Linked DNA regions of Sus scrofa: region 1 is linked to region 2. Evidence: chromatin contacts called from public HiChIP or PLAC-seq data. All regions are on one chromosome and are shown on one strand. Each heading gives the region's core, a stretch centred on a gene start, on an enhancer-like site or on the middle of the called end of the contact. The rest is flanking DNA. Distances are from core to core; before and after follow the strand shown.

Region 1 (2,826 bases), core at 192-2,691, 190 kb after region 2:
TATGGAGGTTCCCAGGCCAGGGGTGGAATTTAAGCTACACCTGCCAGCCTACACTACAGCCAAAGCAACACCAGATCTGAGCCGCATCTGCGACATACACCACAGTTCACAGCAATGCTGGATCCTTAACCCACTGATCGAGGCCAGGGATGAAACCCACAACCTCATGATTCCTAGTCAGATTCATTTCCGCTGTGCGACAACAGGAACTCCTGTTTTGTTTTTGTTTTAATCAATGTTTGCAATGCTTGGGTGTCTCCCTGGGATATAATGTGAACCAGAAAGCATGATGGTTTTGAAAAATGTGCCATGTTTCTACTTACTAAAGGAAGAAAAGTGATTTGGGACACTTCTTCAAGAATGTACTCTGCACATTTTTTCCTGCCTTACCTTCAAGGAGATAAGTGGGAGAGAGGGAAAAGACTAGGCAAAAATTAATGTTCTTCCTGAATCCATTGTTGGAGAACACAGTATAATATTTGTTTCGAAAACTAAGCACTTACTCTAGAGAAGGCACCATAAGAGGCATTAAAAAAAAAAAGTCCTGATATTTAAGCAACTAAGCATTAGAGACTATTACCTCTTCATTCTTGCTATCCCAGTCCTTCTCCCTGATCCTTTAGTTGGTCCCTGACCAGATGCACCACTGGGCAGAACCAGCAAGTCTGGCCCTCTAGACAAGAATTTGCTCTGATTTGCAGCAGTTAAATGCGCATCTAAATCTCTACTGGATTATGAGGCTACTACAGTTCGGATCTATGCTGGATATGGTTGAGAAACGGACCAAATTTTGGGATCAAGGCAATGGAATGGCTGGGGGTTAGAAAAGACTGATAGTGATTATGGGTGGCTCCAAAGTCCAACCCCGCAAATAAACGCTACAACACGGTAAAAACTCCTTCCTATGCAGGGAGACTTCATGTGCATTCCAAGACGGGTCCTGCCCCCAAGCCCACTGCCTTCTGATCACAGCGCCGCCCCACGCCCCCTCCTATAAATAAATGCTGCCTACCCTGCTAGAATCCCGGCGAACCACGGAGGAGCTAACTGGCTAAAGGCCAAGCCCCAGGAATTGTGGAGCCTGAGGGATGTCCAGCGGGGCAAGGAAAGGGCAGTCTCCTCCGCCTCTGGTAATCCAGCCGGAAGGTAAACCAAAGCTGTACCAATTCACTAAGCCCACAGGTCCCAAAGTCTCATTCTTCCCCCCGGCCCTAAGAGGTCAGAAAAGCAAACAAGGTCTCCTAATGTCTCCATTCAAGACTTAGAAGTTGGTGGAAGCACCTCGCTACTAACCTCGCTCTTTTCTCCATCCCTATGGGACGCTCCAGTCCCCGTCTCCTCAACACCAGAGGAAGCTCTGTCTGGCGCTAGGACGCCCAAGCAACTGTGGCCAAAGCTCCTCCTTCCCAGGCCAGGATTTTGCGCAAGCGCAAGGCGGGGCGAGTGGGGCGGGCCAGTGGGCTTGGTCGCTAAGAAACCAGAGGGAAAATTTCCGCTTAACAGTAGGCTGGGAACGGAAGAGCGTTAAGCTATTGGTAAAGACTAGAGAGAGGGGGGCCGGCCTTAAGGGCTTCTTTTCTGACCATTGGATGGAACGACTGTCAATCAGTGGGGCAAGCCTAAGCGGGCAGGGCTGAATGCGAGGTCTGCGAAGGCTGCCATAGCAACGGCTGGCTGGCTGTGAAGGCTACTGCTTGAGCTGGGTTGCGCAGCAGGCGGGTGAAGCCGGGAGGTCCCCTGAGGGCGGCGGTTGGGGACATGGTGAGTGCGGGGCTGTAACACCTTACTAGGGCTGGGGATGAAGTTTATCCTCGGAGCAAGAAAGCAATTTATTTTTAAAATGGAAATAGAGTTGATTTTAGTTTATGAAATGTATTACTCGCCTTTTCATCATGACCCTCGAGTATATTACTACCCTCCTCTTGTCGCTGAATAGAGGCGCACTGTTCGTGGCTCTAGGGCCAGAAAAACTGTTTTCCAGCTCATTTTTTCCCTCCTCAACCCCATCAACTGCTAATACCAACGGTCTACTTAGAGTTCGGTGTTGGAAAGAGAAACCACTCTTCACCCAGAAATGGAGGGTAAGATGCTTGAAAACTGTTGGAGGGCCTGGGCCTCTAGGACAGACATACAGAACTGTGAAAACCTGACGGGGGCGGGCCAAGACCTCTGTGCCTGGAACTATGGCGTTGCGGACCGCACCAGTGTATCTGAAAGTCCAGAGATGAAGAATCTGCCGCCCCCACAGCCAACTCTTAACACCCGTGAGGCTGGCGTCTGGACACACAGGAACGTGGAGTCCCTGTCGCCACTACTTCTCAACCCCAGAGCTGGAGACAAGATGCTGAGATGAGGCCTCAGAAGAATTCCAAGACTAATTCTATGACCTTGCTTGCCAGCAGAAAATGGCAAATAGCGGGAAGATGACCTCCATCTTCCCTGGATACTGTAAATTGGTCTAATATTTATTCTTAACCAGATCCCTGGAGTAATTTTTCACCTGGAAAATGTATTTTTTTCATTTCTCAATCTCTGCAATATAGAAAAGTATGAGAGAAAGCGGGAAAGGATATTATGTCAACCATATCTCACAAAATAAACAGATCTTATGAAACATATAGGCATAGATGAAAGTAAATATGCCTTAAACACTGCGTTTCAGATATACCAAGTAAGGCCAAGTTTTCCAACATAACATCTATTGTTCTAGCATGTCTTCTTTGCCTCTTCTCCCTCTCAGAAGGCACTGTCTGAATCTGAAGGTAAAACCTACGGGGTAAAAAAAAGAACCACGCTTTCCAGCAAGATATTAATAACTAAAAGCAC
Region 2 (2,700 bases), core at 197-2,696:
AGTGAAACTTAGAAATTCAAAAAATGCAGCTTGACTTGCCATGGTTAAGTCATTTCTGCCTCACGTTTCCAATGCAGGCGCAGCTTCAGGTGTTTTAGGACTTCTGTGCCGCGCTCATATCGCTGCCTCGACCAACTTTTTAAAAACCTCTTCCCCTCAAGGTAGAACCGCTAGGTTTTCGTCCTCTCAGGCAGCACCCCCTCGGCCTCGGACCTCCCTCTCAGAACTCTTTACCCTTTTCTAGGAAGTTGATCACCACCAAAGTCCCGGCCGCCACGGCTGAAGCTGTGGCCCCCTCAGGAAAGGAAGCAGCGGAGGCCGAGGGCGAACTATTCTCGGTGCTTTGGTTCAGGCGTTTTCTGTTCTTCTTGGAAGACATGATCTCAAGGCTGCCTGAGAGAAGCAGCGGTGAAGCCGGCTCAACGTGCGCGCTTCACTGAGAGAAAAACTTCCGGGGCAGAAGCCAGCGAGGCTCTGTTCCGCGCCGTAATCCCCGGAGTGGAGCGCAGGAGGAGCGGGAGAACCGAGGATCCTTCGTTGAAGAGGTTCTGACTTCTGCCAAGGAGTAGGTGGACAGAACTGTCCTTTAGATTGTAAATTCCTGAAAAACAGGAATTTTTCTTATCTCCACCGCATTTTCCATCCCTGAACAAACGTCCCTTTAATATTAAAATGGGTGGGGGTAACTCCGGGAGGGTGGAAAGCTGTGGGAGTTTCTCCCCGCTTGGCGGGAGCCAGGCAAACTTCTGAGAGGAGTCAGTCAACAGGACTGCCGTTTCCTCTACCTAGAGCTGCAAAGCGGTAATGCCTGCTCAACCCTGAGATAGGGTGGGTGGTACTCTTCTAAAACTTACGGTAGCATTCTTCGTTCTAAGGCAAACCCGCTGGGTAATTTGGAAGCTGAGGCTTGAGGCCACGAGAGCCTGCGTGGAAATGCCGCCGCTGCGGAGCGGCCGCTGCTGGTTCACTGGGCTGGCTCGGGTGCGCCACGCAATGCTTTATGCAGGGCTCCGTGGGGCCTCGAGTTTCCTGGGTTGCTCTCGGGACCCCCCTTCCGTAGCTGGCGAGCTGAGGGGTGAGCTGGACAGATTCGGGGGCGTCTCGGTGAAACTAGACGCTCTGGACCGCCTGGACACCGTCGCCTTCCAGAGAGCTTTGCAGGGCAAGTGCGCTTGGATCAAGGCTCCCCGGGCTCCCGACCTTTCTAACCAAGTAACTGGGGTTCCCACTCCCGAGTCGCTCTGGAGGGAAGGAGAGAGGGCGTGTGTGACCCGCACCCGTTTTCTGCCTTTCGTTCTCGTGCCCTTGGCTGGGAGGTTTCCGAGGCTGTTGGGGAAATGGTGACGAGCTCAAACTTTAGGTCTGCAGCCCTACTTTCTGGTCCTCTTTCTAGTGTGTGATCTTGGGCAAGTTTTGTAAATCACCTTTTTTTCATCTGTAAAACCAGGTAACAGGAACTCATGGGATTGTTAAGGGGTAAGTTGGACAATGCTTATTAAGTGCTTAGCGTTATAGCTGCCGCGTACTTACTGCTCCGCGTTTGTTAATATTATTTCATAATTATTTACTGCCGTTTACTGAGACTTGGTTCTGCCCGGCACTTTGCCCAAGGCAAAACAAACAAAAAAACACCCTATCGCGTTTTCTGATACAGGTGGTGGACCGTAAGTGGGCCGAAGAGGCTCCGAGTGGTCGTATTTGTTCACAAGTGGGATCAGGAGCTCTGGTGCCCAGAACTAGAGAGTTTCTTCTACTTAGAAAGCAACACTCCCTTTATAATTAGCGGGGGAGATTGGTGAATGGTTTCAGTCTTCAGGAACAAAGCTCACCATTCTCTTTATTCTCTTTGAACCTTGAATTCAATGATTAAAAAAAAGAAAGCTTGTGAAGAGGAACCTTCACTTTGAGAGCCCTCGATTTGGTGGAGCAACCTGTTTTTCAAACTGCCCTTGAGGGTCTTCATAATCAAATTGAAAGCAGAGAAAGGATATTTAGCCATGGAAAAATATCCTCTCACACTAAGAGGAAACTTCAAATAATCTTTATTCTGTGCAGCATATGGCAAGTGAGCATCTATGGTAATAGAGTAGAGCTAGTTAATCTTTAAGCATCCTCATTTCCAAGCTACTTATCTCTTCACCTGTTTTCTCTCCTACTTGGGACAGTTGCTAACTCCAGCAGATCAAATCGGTGTTCATCCTCTAATGTGTGTCATATGTGTGGGTAGACACAGGTGTTTATTGCACACACTTGTTACTCGTAAGTGGCCAAACAAGTGATCAAAGCACTATCTCAGGAAGGTAAAGCAGAAAGTGGGTTGGGTTTGGAGTCCCACACCCAAGTTTCAAGTCCCAGATTCTGCCACACAGCTAGCCAGCCATTAGGCAAATCACCACTGAAAATATTTTTATCTTAGGTTGCTTATGTGAATAATGCTAGCTCTAATTACTTTACTGGATAGATGTGATCAGAGATAAATTACATGAAACTAATTTATAAACTTTGAAGTACCATATGCTTTTTGTAACTTTTTAATGCAATTGCACTAAGTGCTAGACACTTTTTAAAACTTCATGAATACAGATTCATTTAATTCTCATAACAACTTGTGTGGTATGTACTATTATCCTCATTTCAGGGATGATGGTACTGAGACAGATTAACTTCCCTGGCTCTAGAATGTGTTCTTACAGCACCGTT

Evidence for each region. HiChIP or PLAC-seq counts read pairs in DNA pulled down with a chosen protein or histone mark.
Region 1: a contact with region 2 is called in an H3K27ac HiChIP or PLAC-seq map of skeletal muscle. The contact joins the promoter of BBS12 here to the promoter of NUDT6 in region 2. A contact is called at or near these places in 1 of 5 promoter capture datasets (liver), 11 of 47 Hi-C or Micro-C datasets (brain, embryonic fibroblasts, fetal heart ventricle and 7 more) and 2 of 2 datasets of contacts at active chromatin or transcription factors (alveolar macrophages and skeletal muscle).

What each region holds. Positions count from the first base shown.
Region 1 is chr8:101,428,585-101,431,410 of Sscrofa11.1, forward strand. It overlaps BBS12 (Bardet-Biedl syndrome 12 protein), which reads right to left and starts at 1,442. Exons shown (of 5, transcript XR_002346426.1): 1 at 1,294-1,442. It overlaps LOC100622849 (centrin-4), which reads left to right and starts at 1,612. Exons shown (of 5, transcript XM_003361972.4): 1 at 1,612-1,761. The coding sequence starts at 1,759.
Region 2 is chr8:101,240,721-101,243,420 of Sscrofa11.1, forward strand. NUDT6 (nucleoside diphosphate-linked moiety X motif 6) reads left to right here and starts at 1,447. Exons shown (of 8, transcript XR_002346434.1): 1 at 1,447-1,476. It overlaps SPATA5 (spermatogenesis associated 5), which reads right to left and starts at 379. Exons shown (of 17, transcript NM_001177913.1): 1 at 235-379. The coding sequence starts at 379.